Regions from separate parts of the Rattus norvegicus genome. Here region 2 is linked to region 1. Evidence: chromatin contacts called from public Hi-C data. All regions are on one chromosome and are shown on one strand. The core of a region is the stretch at or near the end of the contact, and the rest is flanking DNA. Distances in the headings are between cores, read along the strand shown.

Region 1 (5,464 bases), core at 218-2,717:
TGCGCACGGCCGCGCCCTCCCCGCGAGCGGCTCTGCGCGCTGGGCTCTCGGCCTCGCGGTGGCGCCGCACTGAGCCGCCCGTCTGGTCTTCAGGCTGCGATTTTTTTTTTTTTTTTCTAAAACCCAGAGCCCAGGCCCGCGCGGCCGCTTTCGGGGCCCCGCCCCGCGCCCCTTCCTTTTGGGGTGGAGGTTGGGGGGGGAGGTAGGGAGGCCAGAGCGCACTCAGGAGCAGGCGAGGGAATCCCTCTCCCTCCACGTCACCCGAATGCGAGGAAACCCGCACTCGCGTCCTCTAACGCAAATGACCATCTTTGGCAACGTGCGCCAATGGAACAGACCAAGGGCGCTGCGCCCCAGGGGGGTGGAGGAGATCTGCAAGAACGCGGGCGGCTTCGGCGCCCCCGTAGTGCGGGGGCCGCCCGCTCCCACCCTCCCCGCCGCCCGCCTTCCTTGCGCGGGGTGTGCGGCTGGCGTCAGCGCGACCGCGAGCAGGGCCGGGAGGGGAGCGCCGCGCCCGCCTCCTCCCCTCCCGCTCCTCTTCCTCCTCCTCCTTGTCCCGGGCCTCCTCCCCCGCCGCCTCGAGCGCTCCTCCCAGCAAGGTGGAGTCTACAGTTGACGTGAGTGGATCCACATGGTGCGGGGCTGGAGAATAAAGAGTGTGGAGTTGAACTCGTGCCATTGTAGTGACTCATCTCGGGCAGAGCGCAGGGGCTCGGAGAGAGACAGCGAGCGGCGCTCGGCAGGGACAGAGAGAGAGAGCGCGCAAGAAAGAGGGGGAGAGAGAGGGGAGGGCGAAGCGAGGCGAGACGCGTGAGACTGGCCGGTCCCAGAGCAGGCACCGGGTGCAGGTCACTGCGACGCGGAGCCACGTCCCTCTCAGCACCGCTCAGCCTGGAACCCCACGGGCGCTGTCCCACCGGCGCGATCGGGGCCGCTGGACCGGCGCTCATCGCCTTGTCCTAAGTCAAGTGTCCGAGTCGCCGGGAAACTCAGGCGGCGAGTTGGCCACAGGAAGTTTATTCTTGGGCTCCTTTTCTAAAAGGAGGAAACAGAAGTTTCTCCCAACCGGCAGCTTTTCTTTTTCGCCCTTTTGGCGCCCTGGGAGATCGGAGAGGGAGTCCCCCAGAGCTGCCAAGCGACACCCGCAGAGCTCCTAGTCTTTTTTGCGTTGCCCATTTTTCTCCAACCCGTAGGTCCGGGCAGAGCTCGGGCTGCGCGCGGGGGCGGAAGGGCGCGCGCAGGGGAGGGACCGAGGGACGCGCCGACTTTTTAGAGGGAGGGACCCGGTGGACAACCGGTTCCGCGGAGCTTGCAGAGCAGAAACGAAGTGCGGTGCGCGGCGATCGGGGGGTCATTTCCCGAGTGTCGCTGCCTCCTGTCTGCCTGGGTTGGGTGGACAGCCCGGGAGCGAAAAGCCCAGTCCGCGGCCGGGCCGGTGGACCAGCGAGCGCGCAGCAAACTGTGCGCGGCCGCGGCGAGGGCGGGGAAGAAAACCACCCTGTTTCCTCTCCGGCCCCCACCGCGGATCATGTACCAGGATTATCCCGGGAACTTTGACACCTCGTCCCGGGGCAGCAGTGGCTCTCCTGCGCACGCCGAGTCCTACTCCAGCGGTGGCGGCGGCCAGCAGGTACGTGCGGGCCGGGGTGCACCTGGCGGCGCGGGCAGACTCCCTCTTCTCGCTCCCAGTGCCTCCACCCCCAACCTCCGTCTTTTCCCTTTCCTCGCTAAGCTAGAAAAATACTTAGGGGTCACCGCTGTAAGTTGTGGGGTTTTGTTCTGTTCCGCCCCTCCCCTCCACTTTTTTTAAACAAGCGGAGAGTGGGCTTGGAGAGCCAACGACACCCTCTCCCCCTTTTCTTACTTAATTTTCCAGAAAAGCTCATGATACTGCAGGTCCCCTCCGGGAAGCCTGTTGCCTCCTTCCGAGCCGCTCTGCCTTCCTTTTCACCTTCCTCTTTCTAGGTAGTGGATAGGCAAGAAAATCTTTGCACCCTCTAAGCCCCTCCCAACCGAAAGGACCCTGCGGGGGAAGGCTTTTTAACCCTTCTTTCTTCTGTTATTCTTCGATCTTAGCTGTTTTCTGAAAAGGCTTGGGGGCTCAGAAACAAGGCTGGGCTCCTTCAAGTGATTGGGAGTGAGGACGAGGGTTGCCTCTGGGAATTAGGTGCGAAGGTCAGTAAGGAAGAAGCTGGCTTTGATTGGCTCTTGACACCTTCTGTGATACCCCCCCTCCAGCTTCCGGTAAGGGTTGGGCAGGAGCCTGTATTTCCCCCGGAGCAGATCCTTGAGGGGCTTGGGGGTACTGGGGCAAAGAAGCTGTCAGAGAGAAGTGGGAGAGAGAGACATCACTTGGGCTCCTGAGTGGTTTTAGAAGTAGAAAAACAACTCTTTTTCTAAAGCAGCCAGACTGGTTTGCACTGAGGGATCTTGCCTGTAATCTATGTCTCTGTAGGTACTGGTGGGGCGGTGGGGGGCCGTGGGGTATCTGACTTGTGTAGCAGGAACCGCATACAAGAACTTGCGAGGGAATTGCATGCACACACAAGGTTCCCTGCCACCTGAAGCCCACCTCAGCCAGCATTGGGAGTTCCTAGACAAGCTGGCTGCAGCATGAGTTACTCCATAAGCCAATGGCTATGGCCTTGACTTTGACCTTTAGAGGTCAGGGGTCTTCCAGGGAGGGGTGAACTGAGCTGAGAAATATAGAAATATGGGTTTCTTTGTAATCTGATGAGAAAGGCATCTCTCAAAGTAATGTCCCATGTCTGAAGAGTCCTTACAAATGGCTTTTCTGTGTGTTCTCTCTACCCGCCCTCCCCCATACCTATTAAGCACCCCCTGTGGATAGCCTGGTCTAAGCGTTGAGGGTGCAGTCAATGAACCCTTACCACTGAGCACAAAATCACATCTCAAAAGTAGTTGCTTATATTTGTGTCCCTGTGCAGTTGGTGTTTTGGGCTGAATCCAAACATCATTCACCAATGGATTTAGAGTCATTTATACCTGTTGTTCCCCTACTTTCCAATCCAATAACCCTACCCCAGGTACCTCTCCTTCCCAATCATCGTAGGAGCCTGGAATTTCTTCTGTTTCTTCCACTAATGAGACCAAGGCAGTGAGCACTGACTGACATAGTACAATCTCCTGGCCTGGATGAAGTCAGACCGGACATCAGTGCCCCTACTGAATAATCTGTGTCACTAGGGCTTTGAGCCCAGGATGTAAGCAGAGGCAATTCCCTGTTTTGGAAGCAAATCAGACAGGAAACCGATGCTCGGATGAAGGAAGAGAGCTCCGTCCAGCCGTGTGTAATGGGGCCTCATTACCCAAGCAAAAAGCAGCTGTTGGCTAATTCCTAGCATGCTGTAACACATGAGGATTTTGCAATTAGCAACAACCAGTGCATGGGATTCTCAGGTCCGGCTGCCCATTCTGCTCAGCGGCAGGAGCAAAAAGTCTTTCAAACCAGAGGCATTGGCCACTTCAGCCAACTCTCAGCCTGGCCTCTCTGCTCCTTGCCCATGTAGTGGGTGGGAGATGGGGAAGGGGAGGAGGGCTTTCTCTTCCCTGCTCTGACTTTCTGCAAAAACAGTTCTGTGGTCCCAATGATAGGCGTCTGCTTTTCTTACTTCCCAACTCCGAGCTACGACGCACCCTGATCTGGGTTCAAGGTAACTTTATTACATGCCAGATTAAGTCTGAAATCAACTCTGCTCCCAGCCGCCTTCTCGGGGACCGGGAAGATTTCCTGGCAGTTAGTGACTGGGCCTTCCTCCTTTATGGTAGCACTGTAGACCAATCATTGTGAGATGTTCCTGGTTTTCCCTGTTCTCCTTGTTTGTGGGGTCCTGTGTCCCCGATATGTTTGCTGCCCGCCACTTCCCCTCTCTGTCTAACTTCATAAGGTCTTGGGAAGCAGACAGCTTTGTTAAGACCTCTGCCTGGTGTACATGGCAGGAACTCGGAACATGAAAAATATTTCCTGCTGTAGCTGTAATCTCAATCTCAAAGGTTAATCGCCGGCAGTTCCATTTTCTTGGAGATAGCTGGATGTCCCTCCCGCTCCTGGAGTTTGCTTCATTGTTGTGATTTTCTTTTTTTTCCCTGGGACAACACCTCCAGATATATGCTGTGCCTTGCTCCTTGGCTGTTACGGTTTCAGGGCCCTGGCATTACGCAATCCAGCCAGTTACACAAACATAGGTCATTTCATAACTTGTTTTCTTCAGCCAGGCCCCCTTCAAATGAAAAACAAAACAAAACAAGACACGGAACTTTTCCAAGGTGGCTATCTGTTCTGATGACTTGTGAGAGTAAGTCAAGGACATTTCCTTCTGGAACAGAGAATATCAGACCAACCTTTTCCCTCTGCCACATTCTCCCAACAGGCGTGTACACACACACACACACACACACACACACACACACACACACACACACACACACACACACAAAATTCCCCAGAGTGAACTTTTGCCAACTGTACCAGGCTGGGACATTCCTCACATCAAACAACTTTTACCAGAAATGACTGTGATTTCCCAAGTCAGCCTCAACCGTACCCCACTAGTGCCCCCTACAGGACATTTTTGGAAGAACTATCCTGAGAATGTATTTTTCCAGTCTCCAGAGTGTTAAACTTGGTTAGTTTTCCAAATTCTTAGAATTTTTCTTCTTAGTTAAGGCAAACAAGTGCCGTATATTTAACAATAACTAACCACAAATGGCTTGAATTAAAGTGGAGTTTTTTTTTTAAGAAAAAATCTCTCTCTATATATATTTTTTAAATAAAGCCTGTTTGGAAAAAAGGGTGCTTTTCTCTTGTTCACAAGGGTGCCCTCCCCATGGTGTTTTCAAATACCCAAGGATGTTTTCCCTATGTGCTTGCGTGAGGAATGTTGGGGAAGGGAGATGCAAATTAGGGGTCTGGTGCTTTCTCTCTGTTCATTTCCCTTGATCTTCCAGATGTTATAAATTAGGATCACACAGTTACCCCAGGAATGCGTCTGTTCTGGGGATCCCTGGTGGTGGAAGTGCCCTTCAGTTCCTTACCACCACGGGATGAAGGAGTAGTCATACACTGTCTGAGTGGCAGGTGAATTTTCCTTTCCAAAACCCTGAGTGCATTTCCCTTATTGTATTTCTGCCTGTCTTGTTATTCACACTGAATATAAATTTTGAAGGCTTGAGGTGGATTTTGGGGGCTTTTTGTTGTTTTGTTTTTTTCTTACTACAAACACGCCAAAGCCTAGACACATAGATCACACATATCACCATCATCATCACCATCATCATCATAATCACCATCACCACCACCATCACCATCATCACTATCATCACCATCACAATCATCACCATCATCACCATCATCACTGGTCTCCTCCACCCTTGCTGGACTATATGCTTAGCTGAAGACTGAGGCTGCTGGGCTCAAGGGCTTTGCAATACTGGGGTTTTTTGT
Region 2 (5,002 bases), core at 1,517-4,016, 510 kb before region 1:
TGCTCCTGTCAGGAGCCTAGTGTGAAGTATGTGAGTAGGAAGGGCGTTGCTGGCAGGACCTCCATTAATCTTTCTGGTAACAGCTAAGTTCCTGCTTTGGGTCTTTGGTCTTGGGCCTCTGTTAAGTGTCCTAGAGCCTTCTGGAATGTAGGCGTGCACCTTCTCTTTGGCTGTAGCTCAAGACTTGCTCATTTTTTTCAAGTTGGCCATGTTCTCCCCTCCTCTGCTTACCCAGATAAGGGAGGCTCATCATTCAAAATAAATTCAATGGCCACACCTGCAATTTAGGGCCTACTAGTCAATCCAGAATTCATGGATCCCACTTAGTATAGTTCAATTATCCCTGTACCTCAGACCCTCTAGGGCAATAGTTCTCAACCGCCATTGCGGGGCGTGTAATATCCTACATATCAGATGTTTACATTACAATTCTTACATTTTTGGTTGTGAGCCTAGCCTTTAACAGCTGAGCCATCTCTCCAGCCCTACATTACAGTTCTTAACAGTAGCAAAATCACAGCTGTGAAGTAGCAATGAAATATTTTTATGACTGGGGCTCACCACAACGTTAGGCATTGTATGAAAGGGTCCCAACATTATGAAGTTTGAGAACCATTGGGCTAAGGAGTTTAAAAACCGGATGGCATTTTGCTTGGTTTGAACCTGTGCAGATCTTGTGCTTGCTGTTACAGTCTCTTCGAGAAGGGGAAGTAGGCACCAAGTCCCACCTCCAACCAAGAACCTATTGGCAATTGTTAGCTTCTGGGAAACGGAAAATCAGTTTTCTTCCATAAAGTGACACTGGGCATATCAACCACACCCTAGGGCAGACCTCCTGCTTAGGAGTAGCTGGTCAGCACAAACTGGACTCCATGATTTTATTTTGGGATGGGGGAAGACCAGTGATTAAAAGCCTGCAGAGAGGCCTACTAGCTGCTCTAAGGGAGCAGTGAGGAAAGCGTGGGGTGAGGTGGGGCATACAGGTCAGGAAATGCTTTCTGTGGCGTTGACCTGTAGTAGACCTGAGTGATGAGGCGTGGGGCTGGATCATGATGGCAGGGTTAGATGGTGGGGATGTGTTAACTGTCGGTCGGAGGATGCCTTCCATACAGATTGAACCCAGTGCCTATGCCCAGCTTTCAGTCTTACTCTCCAAGGTGTTCTTTGCTCTCATCCTAAGTTGTTGAGGCAGAGACCTGATTTTGAAATTGCCTTGGTCTGTCTAGAGGTAACTGAGCGAGTACCATCACTGTTGCAGGGAACTCTTCTCCTGTGGGGTCCCCTCTGCTAGAACCCATGTTCCCTGGCCTGCAGGATAGGTTAGGGAGCTAACACCACTGATCTGGTGGACAAGAACAACAGCTATCTATATGCCCCAACTATGAGTCAGGCTGGCATAAGTGTGACAATGGGCTGGATGGTGTGCAGTGCAGCACAGAGAGGTCTAAACCCCACCACTAAGTGCATGTCACTAACATGAGGGAGGCTGCTCTCTGTGTAACCCAGGATGAGGCCCGGGTTCTCCCTCCCTCCATCTCTATCCAGGTTAAACAGTGGTCTCCTCTCTTTCCTCCCCCATTCCAGCTTCCAAAGAGGCTGAATTTGTTCTGCTCCCCTTCTTGCTTCTTTCCCTTCCGGCTGCCTTTACTGCTCTGCACTTTATAAGGGATAGAGGGCTCAATGCGCAAGTTCAGGTGGAAAAGAAAAAAACAAATCAGGAATTCCATCTGTATTAGTAACATCTTAATCAGTTCACCAGCTGCCAATACTGTGTTAGGTGTAAGTAACAGGTAGATGTACCAAAGGGGATGAGAATGTAATTGTCTCCTTCACAGCCCATTCAAGCATTCAAGGGGTAGCTCACATGGTGTCTCTTTTGTGTTCCTGTGTTATATGTGTGTATACATGTGAACTGACACATGTGAACATACGTGCATGTGTGGAGGACAGAGGTCAATGTTGCTTCCTCTCCACCTATTTAATTTTTTTTTTTTTTGAGACAGGGTCTTTACTGAGTCTGGAACTCTCTGATTAAGCTAGGCTAGCACTAAGTACATATTTAAATATTTAAAAATATGACCACCACCACCACCACCACCACCACCACCACCACCACCACCACCACCACCACCACCACCACCACAACAACAAGAGGCCAAATAGATGATTGCTAAGCCACTATAAATATTTGTTGCCTTTGTAGGGGACCAGGGTTTGCCTCCCAGTACCCACATGGTGGCTCACGACCATCATAACTCTCCGGTTCCAGGAGGTCCTACACATGCTTCGAACTTCTCAGGCACCAGGTACACAAGTGGTGCACAAATATGCATGCAAGCAAAACACTAAGTCACGTAAAAATAAATTATAATATAGGGAGAATTATTATAAACACACAAATCGAGCAAAACAACAACAGTAAAAATATTAAAATCCTGCTTAGCAATTGGGAGATGAAGTTACCAATGAGGTCCCTGGTGGTGGAGTTAAGGCTCCTTGCACAGGCGTAAAAAAATTGATGGGCAAATAAATGGTAGATCAGTGTCTACTGGGAAAGGCTGCAGGTTTTGGAGTCAGGCAGATCTGGGTTTTGTGATAACTGGCAGTATTATCTTTTGTATGGTGGGGGCGTCCTTCCCATAATACCACAAAACTCACTACCAGTAAAGCACGGAGTCAGAGACTGTCAGAACTCCAGGGAGGGCGGGGTTTCTGTCCACTTCCTGAGCCTTCTACCGGAACCGGCGCCACATGCCCCGGAAGCAGTTGTTGAGCTCTTTCGGCGGGTCTGTGTGAGAGTAGGGGTACGGACGCCATGCTGCTTTCTGCCGTCTCTTGTAAGTCGGTGTCAGGCGGCAGGGTCTGCAGCGTGGGGCCGAGGCGGTGACTCGCAGGTCCCGGGGTGGAGCCCGGTGGGTGGAGGACCTGGCGGGGCGGCTGCCACCCCGCGGCGGGCCTCCGAGTCTGGTGAGGAGGCGGTGGGAGCTCTGTCGCCCACTGCGGGGGTGTCCGGACAGTGTCTACTGGCAGCTGTGGTGTATTATCCGGCTGCCTGTCTCCAAGCTGACGTCCTGGTTAGAGTGTTCGTTTCCACCTCAGGCGACTTTGTTACAGTTTGAGAGTTCAAACAAGAGCCTTGTTACAATACAAATATTTACGCCACAGAAGGGTGAGAATAGAGCAGATACTACTTAAAAGATGTTAAGGTCACAGACAACTGTATTGATTATACACGCCCCCCCCCCCAGCATCCAAAATTGTGGATGCTTTTATTGTCAGTGTTTGACTGATATCCAGGAAAACGTTATTTTAGTGTAAACGGGGTATATGTTTTTGGTTTTTACTAATGTTGATAAGCACTTTGAAGGAAAAAAAATAACAAATTTATCCCTTTTTTTCCCTTTCAACCTTCACACACACAAGTTGCCAAGAGCAAGTCAAAGTAAGTAAAGGCTTTTGTTTTTAAAGTTCGCTTATTCCTGGTGGGATTGGTCCAGTGTTTGGTTTTGATTGCCCAAAAGTTGATTTGGGGTTATTTGGTTAGTTATTTGGTTGATGTGAACAACTTGGGAAGAAAGTCCAGATGCCTCTTCCTTTGATGGTGCTAGCATTTGACAGTTCTGTCCTGGATTGCAGATACATAAGCTGAAGATGCATCTAATACGTCGAAACCACAGAACACGTAACTTAGCAAATCAGTGCTTCCTTCTACCTTTGTGGCTAGCTGGAAGCTGAGGTGCCCATTACTAGCCTGGGGGTGGGCAGGGGTGCGGTGGGGCAGTTGGAAATCTGGCCTCTTGCAAAGCAGTGCATTTGCACTGAGGTAAGTTGAGGACTGTGCTGACTCCCTCCTGTCTCCAGGAGTGACTAACTCCAGTGAGTATTCACAGCCTTTGTGTAAAGGAGCTTTGCTTCTTGTCTCATCTCAGGGTCCTTTCAGTTCATTGTTTTGCTCCTAAACAAACCTCTAGGGGCTGGTGATCTGTTTGGCCCTACCAGCAGAGCCATTTGCCTGGAGTCTTCTGCAGGGATCTACAGATGAGCTCTGCTTTGATGAAAACCTAGAGCCTGTGTATAAAAATCAGTCCAGGCACTAGAAAGACTGCAGAGCTAACCATTAGGCAGCTGGAACCAGAGGCTAGACCAGTGCCTTGCCTTCCCCAAAGTGCCAGTTCATCTGTTCATAGTTTTAGCCGCAAGAAGATGCAGACTTAAGTTTTATGCTTCTTATAGGGCTCCTCACAGAGTAAGTACCCTATAGAGATTTGTTGAGTCTTTATGAATGAATGAATGATGTTAATTACATAACCCCCCTCCTCCCACTCCTGTACTGGGGATTGAACCTAGGGCCATGCTGGGCAAAAGCTCTCTCCCTGAATTCTCTTCAGCCCTCATATTTGTTTTTCTAAGTTTTTACACAAGACCTCACTGAGTAGCCCAGGCTGGCCTTGAACTTGCCAACTTCCTGCTCCAGCCTCCTGAGTGGTTAGGACTATTGGCCTGCACCACCAGACCTGGCATCATTGTCTTTCTTGTTTCACCAACAAATATTGTGGTTCAGGGGCACTGTTTGAGGAGTAATGTGGCCTTCTTGGCTTTATTTTGTGTTTTGAGACAGGATCTCAGTCTGTAGTCAAGGTTGGTCTTCAAGGTAATCCTCCTGTCTCAGCCTTCAGGGTGCTGGGATTGTAGATGTGAGCCTCCCTGCATGGTTGTAGTGTGGTCTCAAGTGCTTCAGATAGGTTTTGGAATGGCATGAGGAATGTCTTATGTGTCAAGGCAAAGAGGACACACACACATAGGAGAAAGTAACAGCACAAGTATTCAAAGGGCAGGGAGAGAAAGAATAAGTTTTCTGGTTTGGATGACTAATTTAAATGAAATATTTAGGTGCCCAGGGCCTGTACATCAGTGTTGTAAACTTGAGATCTCTCTATTTTGTCCCTTCCTGCTATCAGTCGGCTCTCCCAAGGCAGGCAGCCATCTTCAGGGTTGCCTTATA

Evidence for each region. A called contact is a pair of places that touch in the nucleus more often than the background predicts.
Region 2: a Hi-C map of the A7r5 cell line shows a contact between it and region 1, with 6 times the contacts expected there. The contact joins the promoter of Mrpl33 here to the promoter of Fosl2 in region 1. A contact is called at or near these places in 3 of 12 Hi-C or Micro-C datasets (the A7r5 cell line, hepatocytes and kidney) and 1 of 1 datasets of contacts at active chromatin or transcription factors (oligodendrocytes).

The regions. Positions count from the first base shown.
Region 1 is chr6:30,035,272-30,040,735 of GRCr8, reverse strand. It overlaps Fosl2 (FOS like 2, AP-1 transcription factor subunit), which reads left to right and starts at 1,467. Exons shown (of 4, transcript NM_012954.2): 1 at 1,467-1,630. The coding sequence starts at 1,529.
Region 2 is chr6:30,551,751-30,556,752 of GRCr8, reverse strand. It overlaps Mrpl33 (mitochondrial ribosomal protein L33), which reads left to right and starts at 2,766. Exons shown (of 4, transcript NM_001398587.1): 1 at 2,766-2,837; 2 at 3,424-3,442. The coding sequence starts at 2,816.